Regions from separate parts of the Rattus norvegicus genome. Here region 2 is linked to region 1. A link is a contact called in public Hi-C data. All regions are on one chromosome and are shown on one strand. Each heading gives the region's core, a stretch centred on a gene start, on an enhancer-like site or on the middle of the called end of the contact. The rest is flanking DNA. Distances are from core to core; before and after follow the strand shown.

What was found. A called contact is a pair of places that touch in the nucleus more often than the background predicts.
Region 2: a contact with region 1 is called in a Hi-C map of psoas muscle, with 3 times the contacts expected there. The contact joins the promoter of Msl3 here to the enhancer-like site in region 1. A contact is called at or near these places in 7 of 12 Hi-C or Micro-C datasets (the A7r5 cell line, the Rat2 cell line, Schwann cells and 4 more).

What each region holds. Positions count from the first base shown.
Region 1 is chrX:28,528,337-28,532,971 of GRCr8, forward strand. It overlaps Arhgap6 (Rho GTPase activating protein 6), which reads right to left. Exons shown (of 13, transcript NM_001427045.1): 11 at 1,552-1,826; 12 at 45-125. Among named protein-coding and RNA genes, the nearest start is that of Hccs, 25 kb to the left of the region's middle. Within about 2 kb of position 2,110, at least 1 of the 93 cell types and tissues checked has an H3K27ac peak or open chromatin away from gene starts, as enhancers often do.
Region 2 is chrX:29,207,995-29,212,767 of GRCr8, forward strand. It overlaps Msl3 (MSL complex subunit 3), which reads left to right and starts at 2,470. Exons shown (of 12, transcript NM_001014111.1): 1 at 2,470-2,577; 2 at 4,450-4,545. The coding sequence starts at 2,570.

The sequences.
Region 1 (4,635 bases), core at 860-3,359:
GAAAATACATTTTTAAAGGAGACGGTTTAAAAATGGCACTTCACCTGTCATTCCTGGGTCTTTGGATCCGCTTTTTAATGTTGAATGCCAAGTTCCCCAGATATTGAAAGGCTCCTCTGACATATCTAGGAAAGATAGCATGAAGGGGTCCACAACAGAGAAAGTTAAGAATAAGACCAATAAATATTATTACATTTCTTTGGCATAAAATATCGTACTCAAGGTTTACCAGATGCAAAACAATACTACTTAGATCTGGTTTTCAAGAAATTTGTTGTGTTGGGGATGGACCCATGAATGTTCTTTCTGTATCATGTTTCTGAGAAGCAGAGTTAATACATAGTAAATGTGTGTCATGACCCCCAGAACTCAGAACTTCTAAGGATGGACTTTGCATATACCCCTGGTTCAGGAGGTCAAGTGACTCTCCTAGAGGACCCAGGCAGCTCTGATTTCATCAAAAGGGTAAGAGGGAGGCAAGAGAAAAATACTGCTATGTTGGTAGCTTCAGAGATGAAAGAAACAGCCATGAAGCTTGGCCTGCAGAAGCTAGGAAGGGGCCGAACATGGATTGTTCCCCACATCCTCCAGACCAGAAAGCAGTTCTATGCACCCATGTGATTTCTGACTTCCCAAACGATAAGAGGGCTAACCTGTATGTAACTTCATTGTGAGTGATAACAGTAGTAGGACACTCACACAAGGCCACATGGACTCCAGCTACAGAAATACAGATGTACAGAGACAGTAATGCTAGATTCTGAACATCCCTCAGGGACACTGCCCTACTGCCACCAGCAGATTTGTTCCTGTGTGTGTTCCTTTCTCCTCCCTTCTCCCCACAGGTAGAGAACCACTGCTTTAGAGGGTATCAGAAGATCATAAGACAGACTAAGACATTCAAAGTAAGAAGAGACTAGAAGTGCCTGCAAGATTATGCGGCACTGATTAGCCAGGTAAATGTTGCAGTACTGACTGCTTGTAGATTCACTAATGAACCAATACATGGGGCATTCATCTGGGCCTCTGCGGAGCTCAGTTATTCCTTTGACATCCTGTTAGCTGGAAGTGGCAGAACATCATTGTGACACCCACGCTAGTGCTTTTGTCCCAGGATGCTGACATTGTCTAGTTTTAGTACACTGCATTGTTACTGCATATGGTAGATTCAGCACTTTTTCTTTATAAAAGTGACAGAAATAATTGAGTGACATCTGAGACTAGCAAATAAGCAATGTGAATCCACTAGCAGGTACACAGAGGCTCCTCTGGATACTGAAAAGAAAAGATCGTTTGGGAACATGAGTGGCTTTTTGAGGCATGTGCTCACTTCACAAATATTTGAGAATCAAAGGTTGAAGGCACCTTCTAAGTCCAATGCCTTGGGGTCACCATTCCTTTTTCCCATCTTTTGTATTTAGCAGATACTCAGTAAATATTCTTTGAATTAGAGAAACAACAAACATGAAGAAAGTCCAACATGGCCCACCCGTGTTACAACCACAGGCAGGTGATTAAGTCATTGGGCTGTCACAGCCAGGCTTCAGTTACCTTTTCCAAGCCTTGGTCCAGGAGAACTTTCTCTTGACTTCGACTTTGGCGATGGCAAGTGGTCCAACAGTGTATAATGCTCTGGCACTTTATAAAGCTTCTCCGAGCCCCCCCGGGCCCTGTCTTCTTGCATAGCCAGCAGGGAGCGCTCAGACAGTACTGGGGAGTTGTTGTCATAAGGGGAGATGTCTCCACTGGAGGCCTTGTTGGAGTCTGTAGATGAATGCCTCCCTCCCATGGAAAAGGAAACTTCCGACTGAAGCATGTCAGGGCTCCTGGCACAAGATAAGACAGGTGTGTAAGTATGATCAGGTTCAGACATTACACAATTGCTAGTGGAGTATTTCGAAGACATGGACATGGAGGCGGAAATAAAAAAGACCTTTTGAGCAATGATCCAACAAATACAGCCCCATCAATAATGTGCAAACGTTTTTCTATAACACGATCACAAGATGGCAGTAAAACACAACAAATGTAACAAGACATGGCAGCTGGCAAAGGAGGGAGGGGCCAGAGGAGAAAAGGAAGTTCTGTAGTTGCGGGAGTTCAACCAGCAGAGGGCAGTAAATCCTCACAAATGGTACAAAACAAAGGTCAACTAGAAGGGTGGAGATGAAGCCATACAGGCCTGTGTTCAGCAACTCTGCCCGCTGGCAGAGAGGAATAAAACCTAAGAGGTTTAACAAAAACAGGATATAAATACAGATGGACCGCTGTCACCACCTTGCATCACTCATGTGCCTTCTGGACTGAAGCCTGACTACATTTAAGAGTTAAAGCCTGGGCAAAGGGCGGGTGGTGGTTGGCGGGGGTGGGGGTGGGGTGGGGGGTGGACTACTCAACAAGGAAAAGAAAAAGATGACTCTTTTTTGCCTTCCTCTGTCTCCTGAATTAAAACAACCCAGACAGGGACAATACTGAGTTAAAGGAAATTCAAGGACAAAAATGGAACAGAGGCTGAAGGAAAGGCCATCCAGAGACCGCCCCACCATGCCATCCATTTCATCTGCAAACAGCAAACCCCAACACTATTGCTGAAGCCAAGAAATGCTTGCAGACAGGAGCTGTCTCCTGAGAGATTCTACCAGCACCTGACTAAGACAGATGCAGATACTCACAGCCAACCATTGGACTGAGCCTAGGGAACCCAATGGAAAAGTTAGGGGAAGGACTGAAGGAGCTGAAGGGGTTTGTACCTCATAGGAAGAACAACAATATCAACTAACCAGATCCCTCAGAGCTCCCAGGGACTAAACCACCAACCAAAGAGCATACGTGGGCCAGTCCAAAGTTCCCACTGCATTTGTAGCAGAAGATGGCCTTATCTGGCATTAGTGGGAGGGGAGGTGCTTGGTCCTGTGGAAGTTTGGTGCCCCAGCATAGGGGGATGCAAGAAGGGTAGGTAGGAGTATGTGTGTAGGTGGGGGAGCACCCTCTTAGAAGAAAACGGGAAGAGGAGAGGGTTAAGAGATGTGTGGAGGGAAGACCCTGAAGTGGGATAACATTTGAAATGTAAACAAATAAAATGATTAACAAATAAAAGTCCCTCCCCCCGATAATCCAGACTTACACTTCATTGTTGTTTAAGGAAAACTTTTCTTTACCCTCTGCACACTTAGCAAATAAATTTATACTTTCTGTGATGAAGACAATGATGTTACTGGTGGAAATGTCTGTTTATGTATGAAGTGGTGGCTAAACCAGGAAATAAATTACTGTCATAAAGAACCGAGTATACGTGAATACACAGAACACGATTTTGCAAGGCATTATACTTCTGCGATGTAATCTATAGCATTATCTCACATACTATTAGCATCCACACTTATGAGTTGTCATAGCAACAGAAATAACAGCAAAAATGTAAATGGAACAGGAAAATGAGAATACCGGAAAATATCAACTGCGCATAGTCTTACCTGGAACCATCTTTATTTTCTACCTTCCTCAAAACAGTGGCCCTGACATCTTAAAGGGAAATGATCAAAGGTTGATTAAACGCTTCACAATGTGCTTCTGCCTCCCCACACCCCTACCCTATTTGCTTCTCTTTACTAGTCTTTGGTTTCCATTTGTTGCAGTTTTCCAAACAAATCCTTTGTGGTCACAAAGAAGGTAAACATACCCAGAGCAATCCTCTCCTAGCCAAATGGTTTTTGGCATGCAAAATGAAGGAAGTGGATTCATGGGGCCCTAGCTTTATCTCAGGTTTCCAGCAAGGGTTAGTACCCAGGGGAAAAACATCCTGGCATTTGTGATAGGCCATGCCTGTCCGAGGCAGCCTGGACCCTGGCTTTCTTGCTGAGGATATTCTCTACCCACACAGAATAACTAAGAGCTTTGCTTGCCTCCTCTTTGAACTGATATCACACAATCTTATAGGCAGGAGCCAAAGGATGGCCACGGGGATGATTTTCTAGACTTGTAGGCTGCCAGTGAATTTGAAGGAAAATAAAATCAAGAATAAGCTAACAGCTTCTGCTGGGAAGGTGGGGGGGGGGTGGGGACTAAACACCATACCTAATTAAAGGGAAAAGAAACTCTTCTTAATTCTAGGTAGGGAAACAAATTCATACAAATGGGTAGTGGCCCATTGTCATGGAATGTGGCTCTTTTTGGGAAAGATTATGAACACAAAAAGAAGTGACTGTATTAAACTGGTTCAATTTAGAACCAGAAGGATCACAGATCAGATTAGTGGGCTGATTTTAGTAGTTTCCTCTTCTTCGGTGACATTTTCTTTTCAGTCATTAGTGAAAATCTCTTAGTTCCACTCGACAAGACTAAGTCATGGTTGCATATCTAGTGTTGGGAAACCATAGCCTTATTGGATGAGAGAGCCTCAGTCATTGTCCAATTCATGAGCCCACCTGAAACAATGTGCCGTTTGCACTTTGCCACCTTTTATTGGTGGGATGTGGGTTGGAGGTGGTTCACAGACACCACAATAATTTCAGCTTATGTGTTGCACATCTTTTCCTACCGGAAATGTAGATGACAAACATCCAGGGCAATGGTCTAAATGTACATTCAGTCAGGAGTTATGAGCATAAGTGAGAGACCTCAGGGAAGAAAAGTTTC
Region 2 (4,773 bases), core at 1,220-3,719, 680 kb after region 1:
ATTCCACCTTACTAACTTTATCATAGTGTGCAGTAGGCTCCAACTTGCTTACTTGGTGCTCTGTCATCCTGAAACGTGCCATCCTGGAAGACAGGAGTAATGTATATACTCTGCTTAGTGTGTCTAACGTCGAGTACTCAGGAGGCTCAATCAATACTTATTGTATGAATGAATAAGGGACCAGGTGAATTAATAGGAAATGATTAATATGAAGAAGCATTTTCCCAGCATTATATGCAAGGTACTAAACAAAGTCATGCACACAGACTTCACTGAATGCTTTTTTTTAACTCATTATAAAGTAGGAGCCACTTCTTTGCTTAAATATAACAAAACCATCTCACAGAAGTGAATTACTTGTCCAAGATCACACACAGAGAGACAATGATGGAACTGGGCCCCACAGAGAATAAATTACAGCATTCACCGAGTCATTTATCTTTTTCATCCAAGAGGTCAAAGGGTGAACCCCTAGAGATGGAGACCTCTCCAGTGGATACTAACCCAAGAGGGCTTCAAGAATTGCTGCCATTATAAGAATTACACACACACACACACACACACACACACACACACACACACACACAGGGGGGGAGATCAGACATTATGTGTATATAATATATGATATATATCTTAGATTTTATAGAGGAGGGGAGAGAGAGAGAGAGAGAGAGAGAGAGAGAGAGAGAGATTTATGACACAAGGATAGAAATGAATGGGGGGGGGAATCCACCTCCCCTCAAAGGTTAGAGCATGGAGTGGAATTTTCCATTCGTGATTCAGAAACACCAAACTACTCCAGCTATGTTGACATGCAACAAGCTATTAGCTGCCCCTGCCATTTGCAGGGAACACTACCGTCCACATCCCTGGAGAATCCGCCTTATGGACTTTATTGTCTTAGATACAAGTCATCATTTGGCCATTTTCTTCAAACCTGTCCTCCTCTCCCTTGCCCCTGTCTCACCAGTGGACCCATCCTTCACTCAGCTCTTTATGCTAGAAAACCTGGGGGTCTCCCAAGATTCCTCCTTCCCTTCCTTCCTTCACAGCAGTTGGCTACTGAGTTTTATGGATTCGGTTTCATAAATCTGCAATCATTTGTTCATTAAATATTTATTGTGTTCTGGGAGTATACAATGGCAATCTGGATTAGACACCCCCAAACCCCAGCTTCAAGCAGCTTACCCTCTTAGTGGGGCCATCTTACAAATAAACAACCCATTCTACAGCAGAGCAGTAAATGCAAGCAATTTACCGCAATCGAGTTCTGAGAGACAACACTGGCCAGGTGTATGATTCCTCTAGAGAAGCCTGAGGGACGTTTGGAATTCCCCAAGTGGAGGTGTGAGAGATTTGGACCTTGTACTAGGTGGAGGGAGGTGGGGGTGGGGAGATGCAAATTTCTGGAAGCAAGAACAGAGTAGTGTGGGAAATCTGATAGTTCACTAAAACCTGAGGGGTTAACCTTCTAGCCCATCTGCTCAGCTACCCAGTCAGGTCTTAATCTAGTAACCACATTGCCTAGTGGCTTTGCACTCAAGAAGAAACCGGCCAGCACTGCCCTCTCTGTCGCTGAAGGTTGACCTTCAAGTCTTCTGTCTTCTGGTCATTCATTCAGGGAGTATTCATGGAACATCCCATCTGTGCAGTTACACTGTTAACAGAGGTCTCAATGGTGCTTCCACTCTTTAGGAGCTTTTGAGCCACTAAAGACAGACCGTAGGTGAGCAATTGAGGAGTGCTGCAAGCTGACACATATACCCTTTAAAGACACATAAGCCTTTCTGCCTACTGCTCACACAGGGCCTCCAGCCAGCTACCTGCTGGTCCTCTTGGAAGGATGACCTGTGTTCTATTAACTGCCCGGAATGTCTCCTCCCCTAGCTCAAGGCCACTGCGCGTCTCCGGCCAGCTCCAACACCGCGTCCTTCTCGCGTGGCCACACTCATGTGCGCGCAACTCCGCCAAGGGGGCTGACGCGCGCGCGCGCGCGGCCAGACAGCTCCTGGGGGTAGACGCCATCCAGCCTCAGCGGCGCCTGGTGACTACCCCACAGCAGCCCTCTCCCTAAGAGATCCCCAAGCTCCGGCCAGAGAGCGCACGCCCGGGGTGACAGCCGGGCGCACACGTGGGCGCAGCCTGGAAACCGCGGGAACCCTAACCCATGGGGACGAGAGGGAACGTTCTGCAGGAAGACCTCGGGCGGGGATACTTGCTCCCAGTCCGCACCCCTCCCGGAGCCCTAGAGGGGGCGGGCGGGGACAAACCCTGGCGGGGCCGCGCGCTTCCATAGCCACTGCCAAGGTCCTCGCAGTGGCGCGGGGTGGCCGGAGGAGGGGCCGAGGGCGGGGCGGCCGTAGCCTCCACCACTCCCGGGCCCCCCCAGTGGCGGAGCGCCGCCTCCCCGGCCGTCCTCCCCCACCGCACGCACTCCGCCCGCCCCGGAGCCTCGCCCTCCGCCACGATGAGCAAATGAGCGCGAGCAAGGGCATGAAATTTCAATTCCACTCTGGGGAGAAAGTGCTGTGCTTCGAGCCTGACCCCACCAAGGCGCGAGTGCTGTACGATGCCAAGGTGCCGCCGCGGGGGGGACAGGGAGGAGACGCGGGACTGGGTTCCAGGGATGGGAGGCAAAGGGGCCCGCGGAGGACAAGTGGCCTGGAGCCCTGGACAGCCACCAGGGCGCGCCTAGGCCTGCGTGGAGCGGCCCGGGTCGGCAGGGGACGCTGGCGTCACGCGTTGGGCGCGCGACTGCCCTAACTAGAAAGGACCCGTGTTGCTTCCGCTTCCGGCCCTGTCACGTCGCTCAGGCGCGGTTGCTAGGCCAGGATGGCAGTTTGAGCGCTGGGCGCCAATCCGGGCACCTGGTGTGAGAGGACTGCCGCCTGAGGCCTCTGCTTTTGCGATAAGTCTCTTCTTGTCCTATGTGGTTCCACGCTACATGGGCTTCCTAGAGGACACCCTGACCAAATTTCCCACCCACATCCTCCACCTGGTCCTAAGTTTCGAGCTGTCAATTTGCGACGTAATAGTCCCCGGACCCTCGTCGAATTTAGGATTATAATAATCCCAGGGGCGGGGGAGGGAAGGGCTCAAGGTTGCTCAGTCGCGTACCAACGGAATGGTGGGAGGCCAACAGAGTTAGGAAGGAATCGCGTCTTGCGGGTATCCAGCTCGGTCAGCACAGGCTGAGCTATATATTGCTGTTGTCAGTTTTTAAGTAGGGCAGGGGTGGGCACCTAAGTGCTCCAGAGCCCCAAGAAGGTAGGAGTCGGCACGCTGGGGGTCGGAGCGAGTGTCAGTGTTTCCAGCCACCAAGGCGAAGTCCTTGGTGGCAGAGACAACTTGGAGCAGCACCAGGTGCGTCTTTAGCAAGGTTTAAGCGGTGGTGTCCGGTGGGAGACACCAAGGTCTGTGCTGGGCTCTGTACCTTTGGTTCCTCCTGCAACCCTTAACTCTGTTTACCTCCTATTGCTATCCCTCTAGCTTGCTGCATCGCTGGGAGACCGACGGCCATACCGTTTCATTTGTACCAGATATCCGCTCAGGGAATGCATGGCTCTTCAGGGGAGGGGAAGGGTTGTGGAAGTCTCTGGCTAGCTAGGCAGGATACTGGACAAGGCAAGGCCCAGGTGACTACAACTCCCAGAGGTCTCAGGGCTGTTCTGTCTAGTCTGGGCCCTCGCTAATGACAAATCCACCGACCAATGACTTCAGAAGCTTCACCCGGTCTCAAACTCAAGAGACCAATCATGGGTTGGTTGGACGGATGTTTCCTATTTTGAGGCAACCACTCGGGCAAAAGAGGAAAAAAAATGTTGAAGAATGTTACAATCCTGCTCTGGATCTAAAAGGGGGAATGAATACTTTTTTTTTCTTTAAAAAAAGACTTTGATCTAGCTCTTTTTTTTTTACCCAACTTATAATAATTTTCGGTTTGCTGTGCCACGCGTGAGTAGTATTTCCTGGTTTCAGATCATCGATGTTATTATCGGGAAAGACGAAAAGGGCAGAAAGATTCCAGAATATCTGATACATTTTAATGGTTGGAACAGCAGGTCAGTGAACTTGTTACAGTTAGACTTAATCGCCCTTGTAGCAAGATAATTTTGTAACTTTAAGTTTTAGAAACACCGGTAGAAAAGTTTAATTTCCTGCTTCTGCTTTGTTTGGAAAGCTTGACTGTTCTGAGGCATGATTACTTTAAAGTCTGTCATGTTTGGATGATCTATGAGTAATCACTGGAAATCTTGGTTGCTGTAACTGAGTTCCCTTTGAGCTTTATTGGTATCCTCTCGGTGGTTTTGAAGTTTTTTGTTTTTGTTTTTTTATAGCTTTCTAAAATGTCAGCGAGTCTGGGGCACTTCTTCGTGATGCCTTTTTAGCATAAGCTTCATTTGTTTCAAGATACTGACTTTTACATCCTCTTTCTCTTTTTTCAAGCAGTTGGGATAGATGGGCGGCTGAAGATCATGTGCTACATGATACAGATGAAAACCGAAGATTACAGCGAAAATTGGCCAAAAAGGCAATAGCTCGCCTGTAAGAATACAAATACTTTGATGGGAGTGTTATTCAGTGGGGCTATTTTTTTTTACACTGGTTTGGATTTTTTATGATATTAAAGTAATAACATGACAGATTTCAGTAATCTTACATTACATATTTAAAGTAAATGAAGCATTTCTATAGTATTCTAAAGAATCACAGATATTTTCAGAATAACTTGTCCATTTGGTAGTGGGGATTACCGTTATATTTTTAATGTTT